2 separate regions of the Mus musculus genome follow, and region 1 is linked to region 2. The links are chromatin contacts, called in public promoter capture Hi-C maps. All regions are on one chromosome and are shown on one strand. Each heading gives the region's core, a stretch centred on a gene start, on an enhancer-like site or on the middle of the called end of the contact. The rest is flanking DNA. Distances are from core to core; before and after follow the strand shown. Region 1 holds the start of Gga1 (golgi associated, gamma adaptin ear containing, ARF binding protein 1). Region 2 holds the start of Ncf4 (neutrophil cytosolic factor 4).

Region 1 (3,740 bases), core at 1,132-3,631, 630 kb before region 2:
CCCCAGGGACACCAGCAACATCTCTTCTTCCTTAGGTCAGGCTGCACATTTCCCGACCTCCCAGTCCCCCACAATGGCTAAGGGACTGAACACTGGGAAGAGAGCCTGCAATCTGGAGGCAAGGAGAAGGTTCGGGGTACTGGCCTCTCAGTGACAGCTGAGAAAAAGGGCTAGAACAGGAAGTCCTCGAAGTGTCAAAGGCACGTGAGCCCCAGCAAGGGTGGAGCCAAGCAATCCGAGTCAGGAGCCAGGGAAGAGGAAACTCTGGCCAGGATCAGTTTCTCCCCAGCATTGAGCAAACGGAAGATCTTAGAACTGGAAGAGACATGACCCCACCCCTTTCCCCAACCTCCACAGTGCGTGTGCGTGTGTGTGTGTGTGTGGGGGGGGGGGCTCATCTCCCCTGGCAAGTGGCAGAGGAAAGTACTTGAGGGAGAGAGGTATTTCACAACTGGGCATGACTCTTCAGATGCTGTCCTGGCTAGTTTTGTGTCAACTTGACACAGCTGGAGTTATCACAGAGAAAGCAGCTTCAGTTGGGGAAGTGCCTCCATGAGATCCAGCTGTAAGGCATTTTCTCAATTAGTGATCAAGGGGGAAAGGCCCATTGTGGGTGGGACCATCTCTGGGCTGGTAGTCTTGGTTCTATAAGAGAGCAGGCTGAGCAAGCCAGGGAAAGCAAGCCAGTAAAGAATATCCCTCCATGGCCTCTGTATCAGCTCCTGCTTCCTGACCTGCTTGAGTTCCAGTCCTGACATCCTTTGGTGATTAACAGCAATGTGGAAAATGTAAGCTGAATAAATCCTTTCCTCCCCAACTTGCTTCTTGGTCATGATGTTTGTGCAGGAATAGAAACCCTGACTAAGACAGATGGGGAAAATATCTATGGTCCTCTTTTACCTCTGACCTCCTGAGACCCGTGCAGTACTGTATCTCATGCAGTCCATGGTCACTGTCTCCTTCTAACCACCAATCAACCCCACTGCCAGGCTGACTCTCCTCCGCCCCCCCCCCCCCCCCCAGATCGGTGAGCTCTGGGAATCAACCTTCCAGTTCAACTTCCTTCGAGGCTGGCTTCAAAGATGCTGACCATGTCGGCCCACACCACCCTGCACAGATCCTTGCTATATCTCAGACCAGGAGGTTGAGCTTGAGGATAGACCGGAAGGCTTCTCTGGGTCACATCCCTGAAAGGCCTTGGGACAGACCTGTCACTAAATGGACCAGAAGAGCCAACCTGCAGCTCCCAGGGGCAGAGTTCAGGAATGGGGTTGGCAAGGCCAAGGATCTTCAACAAGCAGTGTGGGACAGGGAGAACAGAGGATGGGGCTTGGAAGCCAGAGTTGGAGGAAGCTGTTTCGAAGGAGACAGGAAACAAGGACAGAGGCCTGGGGAGGAGGCTCAGCAGGGGCTAGGAAAGCAATCTGGGACGCAAAGCAAGGCTGGGCTTGGGTATAACGACAGAGAACTTGATTTCCTTATGGAGTCTTAGACGGGACCCTTTCAAGCACTGGGAGTTTCTCCAGGCGCGGACAGAGCTGGATCAGATGGGCCAGGGGTCCCCCCTTTCCTGGGCTGGGGGACCGAGCAGATCTAAGAAGAGCTGCGGGCACAGGGTTTGAAAGACTCAGGCCCTGAGGAAGTGGGGGGATCCCTCTAGGGGAAGACTCGAGGGTCTGCGCTTTGGTGCAACAGGCAGGGCCTTCGGGGGTCCGGGATAACTCTGCGCCACCGGGTCACCGGGGTGGGTGGGCGGCGCCCGCTCCCGGCCAGGCTGCGCGCAGCTGCCAGGGTCCGAGCGGAGCGACAGACTGGGGCGCCGCCCCTCCGGGTCGGGGGGCGGGGCGTGAGGAGGGGGCGCGCGGACCCCGCCCCGCCGGGAGAGAGAGAGGGGCCAGCCTCGCGCCCCCGGTTCCGGTTCCGGTCCGGCTCGCGCCCCTCCCGGACACTCACTGATTCGTGCCTCCAGAGTCTCCGGCTCCATCGCGGGCTCCATCCGCCACGGGCCCCCGGCCTCGGCGCCGCCCCCCGCCCCCCGGCCGCTCTCGCGGGAACTCCTCGGCTCCGCCCTCGGCCGGTTAAAGGGGCCGCGTCCACCCCGCGGAGTAGGAACGCGGCACCGGGACGCCGGGCACCATCGAGACGCGGGTGGAGCCGCCTAGAGCGTCGCCTCGTCGGCGCCCCTCCCCCTGGCGGCTGGCGGAGTCGCCGGTGGGGCTGGTCGGCGGCCTCGCAGCTCCGGGCGCTCGGGCGGGAGAGGAAGAGGAGAGCCTGGGGGTGGCGGGCGGCACCATAGAAACCCCGCGGGACCGCTCTAACTCAGTTAGCGTCACGCAGAGACCCGTGACCGCTTCCGGGACAACGCTCCGGAGCCATGTTTCTGAAGGGGTTCTGAAGTCACTTCCGGAGCCCTCAGGGGTACTTCCGCTTACGTGGGAAGATGTCAAAGTCCCTTAAAAGGGCAACTGGGCACTGTGGCCGCCGCCAACGCGATGAGGTTAAGCTAACGTTTGTTTAGCTCTTAAAGCCCTAGGCATTGTTCTGAGCAGTTTTTTCCCCTTTGAGACAAGGGCTCACTGTCTTGCTCTGGCAGTCCTGAAGCTCGCTCTGTAGAATAGGCTGGCGTGGAATTCCTGAGATCCGCCTTTTTCCGCCTCCCAAGTGCAGACATTAAAGAAGTGTGCCACCACGCCCAGCAAAGGGCTAAGTCTTTTTTTTTTCTTAACCTATGAATCTACATTCAAACCCGGGAGCCAGGTTATGAGTTTGCCTGAGGTCATTAGGGGTCAGTGCTTGCACCGAGTACTTAATTCTGCATTCAGTTTAGAAACTCCTTGCATTTGGGTTATTCGGTGCCCAGCCCTGGAGAGAAAGACAAGGCCAGATATATATCCTACAAGGTGATGATAACGCCCGCACTTATCAGACAGAGGCAGGAGGTTATCAGTTCAAGGCCAGTGTGGAATATCGTATCTCAAAGCACGTAACACTCTCAAGGTGATGGGGAAGCCAGAGAGGTGGTGGCAAAATGAGAGGTTATCTTTCCCCAAACTGGAATGGTGACGACGTCAGGCTCTTTTTTTGAGGTGGTTTAGGAGGAGGCAAAATGTGAGGTACTTTCACCCGCTTTTTCCACCCTCTGCGGTCGCCTTGGCTAATTCTCAGGAATGCCAGTTCGCTCTCTGTAGCCTCTGGCGGCCGTCGGGGGAACTGGCTACTGTGCCCTCTCCAGCGAGCCTGTGCCAGGAAGAGTTAAAGAGCATCTGAGACCAAGGAACCGGCGAATCCAGTTCCGCATGCCTGTGGCCTTGGAGGGATCAGTATTCACCTTGCAGAACCAGTTACCTCATTTCAGTCGGGTTTTCTTCTGAACCCAACTCTCAGTGAGACGTTTAATTCTCTCCTGCAACCTATAAGATACGGGAGAGGGTAACAAGATGGGCTCCGCCTGCTTTGTTTTCTTTATTTTTAAAATTGTTAATGAAATAAAACCCAACTGCAGGCCGGGCAGTGGTGGCGCACGCCACCTAGCACTTGAGAGGAAGAGGCAGGTGAATCTCCGAGTTCAAAGTCAGCCTGGTCTACGGAGCGAGTTCCAGGACCCAGGGCTACACAGAACAAAACCCAAAACAAAAACCCAAACTGCATTTGCCAAATTGATTTAAAGTCAGATCACTACTCACAGGCACTTTTGGTGGAGCGACAGAGGCAGGGTCTCCTGTAAGCCTAGGCAGGCCTTG
Region 2 (3,962 bases), core at 1,252-3,751:
TAGGATTGCCATGGGAAAGTGGGGTTCCCTACAGCCAAGGGTAAGGAAAGCACAGAGAGCCGGCTACGGCACCAGGGAGGTCCTATCAGGCAGGAGAGGGAGTGGACAGCACAAAGACTCCCTGGAAATCGTATAAGAGGGACAATTTCAAGAAACTTCAGGAAGGCAGGCATGATCAGAGGCAGGACAGGAGACAGAGCAAGGGAAAAGAGGCCAGAAGCAGACAGATCTCACACAAGGGGCCTTCCTGCCTCGTGGAAGAACAGCAACCTTTCTCTGGGGTAGGAGAAACCAGAAGTGTCTGGGCAGCGCTAGTGTCAGAAGACATACTAGGCCAGACAGGGCCAGATAATACCCTGGACTAGGACCAGAATTCACTCAGCTCCCTGTCAGAAGAGACCTTGTGGGGCCTCTCCCCATCCTCCGGCTCCTCCCACCCCTCTCTGAAAATGGAGACAATCATCAAATCCCTGCCACCCCATAAGAGCACACTGCATCCCCTAAGCACCCAGAGCGGCGCCAGGCGCCTAGAAGGTCCTGAGCGGCTACTTCCACTTGTCCCAGTGTGAGCCGTCTGCAGCTGAGCTGCCAAGGAGGCTGTGGTGTGGGGAGAGGGAAGGGGACTGGGAAGATAGCTGTCCCCCTCGGACCCCACACGGGTTTTGTTGGGTGGATACCAGGCTCCGTGCACACGGGAGCTACACATGGAGGTCCGCTTGGGGACCTGATCTAGGGGAGTCCTGAAAACTGCAGGTGTGTGGTACCTCAATCACAGTGGGAGCTGGAATGACATGTGGCCATGGGAGCTAAACTCTGCAGCTGCCCTGGAAGAGACACTATATATGATATCTCCTCGTCTGTATCTCTGCCGGACTGGTTCTCAAAGAGGACGCTGGAGATACTGGGTCTGATGGCCCTAGGACCTGGGTCCATGGTCCTATCAGGGGCAGAGGAGGAGAGCCACCCCCCTCAGAGGGCGGGGGAACAGCTGTGGAAAGGGCAGAGTGGGCGGAGGAAACACTGAGCCCTGATAGTCCTTACAGGCACCATCTGAACTCTGCACCCCAAGAAACAAGAAGGGACCCAAGCTTCTAGTGGCTACAGTTTCTAGAAGATTCAAGTTTGCATGTCTGTCAGTCTCCTAGGAGAACTTGGGGGTGAGAAAGGCTGGAGTCATATTATGCAGCCTTACTTAGCACCCCAGTAACACTCTCTATAGCTATGGAAGGACCCCCACCCAACACTAACTCTTGTTACAGACAAACCTCCTCTGACCTTTGACCTACAGGAATCCCATCCCCTTTTCCAGATCCCACGAGTGCTTTGCTCACACCTGGGTCTTGTCAGTCAGACCTGTTCTGGTGACTCTCAAGCAGTTCACATGGACACTTGGCTTCCTAACGTTGCTTTCTGCTTGATCCAGGGGACGGTTCTGTCATTTGGGTCTCCACATGCAGATGGGAACACAGGGCTGTCTCCATAAGAGACACTGAGCAAGTGCTGACTGAATGAGGTGGCCGGGCTTGGGGCCATCAGGTCTCCTTGTCCCTACCTGTATAATGTCAGCATTGTCCAAGATAGATCTGGGTCATTTTTGAGCTCTTAGCAGATGTAGTGAGCTCTCAGTGTGTCCCAGGGCTGTTCGGCCTCCCAGAGACACAACTGTGATCCAAAAAACTAAAACACCCTCAGAGCAGGCAGAGCAAAGACCCGGCCCCCAACATTGTGCCAAGCATCTAAGACCTGTTCAGGACAAGGAAGTGGAGTGAGGGGTCAGACGGCAGAGCCTGGGCTATCTGAACCTAAAGATAGGAAAACGCAGAGGCCAGTTTCAGTCTGAAGGGCAGATGGAAGAGCCGCTCCTGATTGCAGTGTGGAACCAGGAACCCAGAACCCAAGCCTAGCACCCAGGACACCTCTGCTCCCAGGCTCTGCCACCCACTCACCCTGTGGTCCTTGGCCACATCCAAGCCACTCCCCATTCTGAGCCTTAGGCTTCTTACTGGTGCATAACACTGCCGACCTACTAAGTCAAGGTTCTAGAAACATCTGCTGGAGCATGCAGCTCCTGCAGTATCATTCAGCAAGACCTTCAAATTTGACTCTGTGCTGATCCACTGATATCAGGTGACAGGAGGGACAGCCTCTTACTTCCCCATACCCACCCCCCAGGCCTATTGGGATCATTGAGAAAGCCTGGCAGGGAATAGAGGCACACTCTCACCTCTCTGATCGCAGCTGCTGGGCCAGGGCCATGGCTGTGGGTAGTCAGAAAAGCAGATGGATGGGGGCCTTGCCCAACCAGATCCAGGCCGAGTTCACCTCTCACTTCCTCCTATGTGCATCTGAGAGCTTCCTGAAGCTTGGGGTGTCCCCAGGGGCAGCCTTTGAGGAGGTCCCGCCCTGCCCAGCTTCTCTGGACCCTCCTTGAAGTACCTCCTTCAGGCTTTGAGCTGCCTGGCCCTCACACGTCTTCTCAGCCACTTCCCAGCTGCACAGCAGTTGAGGAAGTGGCACCCTTGGGTGCTGGGCTTGCGTGAGGCCACTGGCTTTGGGGATTTCCTCAGTGCCTGTCTCTGGTGCTGAGCTCCACCCACCATAGAGCAGTTTTAGCCCTGGGTAGTCCATCAAGGACACTTGTGGACTTCCTCCTCAGGCTTCTTCCTGAATCCCTTTCTCAAGCATCCAAGACCTGCCATTCATTCCTAAGGTCTGGTGGAGATAGTGCTTTTTCCAGGAAGCTCTCCTGGTCCCCCTCCCTCTTATACTAGGAAGTCATTGTTTTATGCCCCATCTGGGGCTCTGGGCTCTGAGATACCACATTCAGCTCTCCCAGAGCTTCCATCCACACAGAGGCTCTCCTTACAATCTGCCTCCACCTCCCTACTCAGCTCTCAGAAAAGCCCCAAGCCCCCGCTGCTGGCTTCAGAATCCCCAAGGCCCCGTGGGCTGCCTGCTCTCCCAATCTCTCTTCCCTCATTGCCACCACATTCCCAATGCTCCTCTCCTATCTCCTGTAGGTCTCAGCTCAGAAGCTGCCCTCTAAGAAACAAACCTGTCCTCACCAGACCCTCCCTGCCACTCTCCGGGCTTTTCCTGCGGCAAGCTCTCACCAGCGGGGTTCCCTACCCCAGTGTGTTCCAAACGTGTGTTTGTGTGTTAGGCTTCTTCCAGGCCAGCACTACGCTGCGGACACCCAGATTATGTGAGCAGAAGGAGGAAGTTCTTCGTCAGCTCCTTCTAATGCTTGGTTCTGTAGGGAGCTCTCCAAAGCCTACAGTGAGGATGGGCCCAGCAGCCCAGAGAATGTCCCCCAACCCCCAGCTCCACTTGATGGTATGCTAAGACAGAAGGAGAGATGGCAGCCTGCCCAGCCTGCCTGAATCAGGCTCCTATCTCCCCAACTTTGGAACGTGGCTGTGGGGACAGGGCTTTCCCCCTGAGGAATCTGGAACGGCCTATGTTTCTCACCTTAAATGGGGCTGGATTGGAAGCAGTCTCAGACTCCTCAGGATCTGGCTCCAAGAATATAGAATGTTTTAGGATCCTTACTTTAAAATGTCCCCCCTCCATCCTGTCACCCTGAAGGGATCTTCTGGCCCTGACCCAGCCCAGAGAGGATGAACCTAGAGCTCCCAGGATAGAGTCTGCCCAGTGAGAACTGCCCTCCCCGTGGCCAGGCAGGGCATGGGCTCCTGGGGAGACAGAAACGAGGATGAAGAAAGTCACAGGAGGGGACAGGAAAGTGGGAGAGGGACACTCCACCAGTGACTGCATGTTCATCAAGGCCTTTGCACTGCACAGATAGATCAGGGTGGTAGAGGAACGTAGAATGGACGGTCTGACCTACTCCCAGCACACAGAAGTACCGCAGTTCACAGAGTTAGCTCTTTTAAGCATACAAATCCCTGCTCAAGACAAGGAAAGGTGATCTGAGAGGTCTAAGACGAGCAGGAATTGTA

Evidence for each region. Promoter capture Hi-C pulls out the DNA fragments that hold promoters and counts their contacts.
Region 1: a promoter capture Hi-C map of hippocampal neurons shows a contact between it and region 2, with 2.9 times the contacts expected there. The contact joins the promoter of Gga1 here to the promoter of Ncf4 in region 2. A contact is called at or near these places in 1 of 39 promoter capture datasets (hippocampal neurons), 1 of 115 datasets of contacts at active chromatin or transcription factors (bone marrow-derived macrophages) and 2 of 9 other capture datasets (liver and macrophages).

Annotation. Positions count from the first base shown.
Region 1 is chr15:78,875,831-78,879,570 of GRCm38.p6, reverse strand. It overlaps Gga1 (golgi associated, gamma adaptin ear containing, ARF binding protein 1), which reads right to left and starts at 2,381. Exons shown (of 17, transcript NM_145929.2): 1 at 1,954-2,381. The coding sequence starts at 1,996.
Region 2 is chr15:78,243,350-78,247,311 of GRCm38.p6, reverse strand. Ncf4 (neutrophil cytosolic factor 4) reads right to left here and starts at 2,501. Exons shown (of 10, transcript NM_008677.2): 1 at 2,225-2,501. The coding sequence starts at 2,256.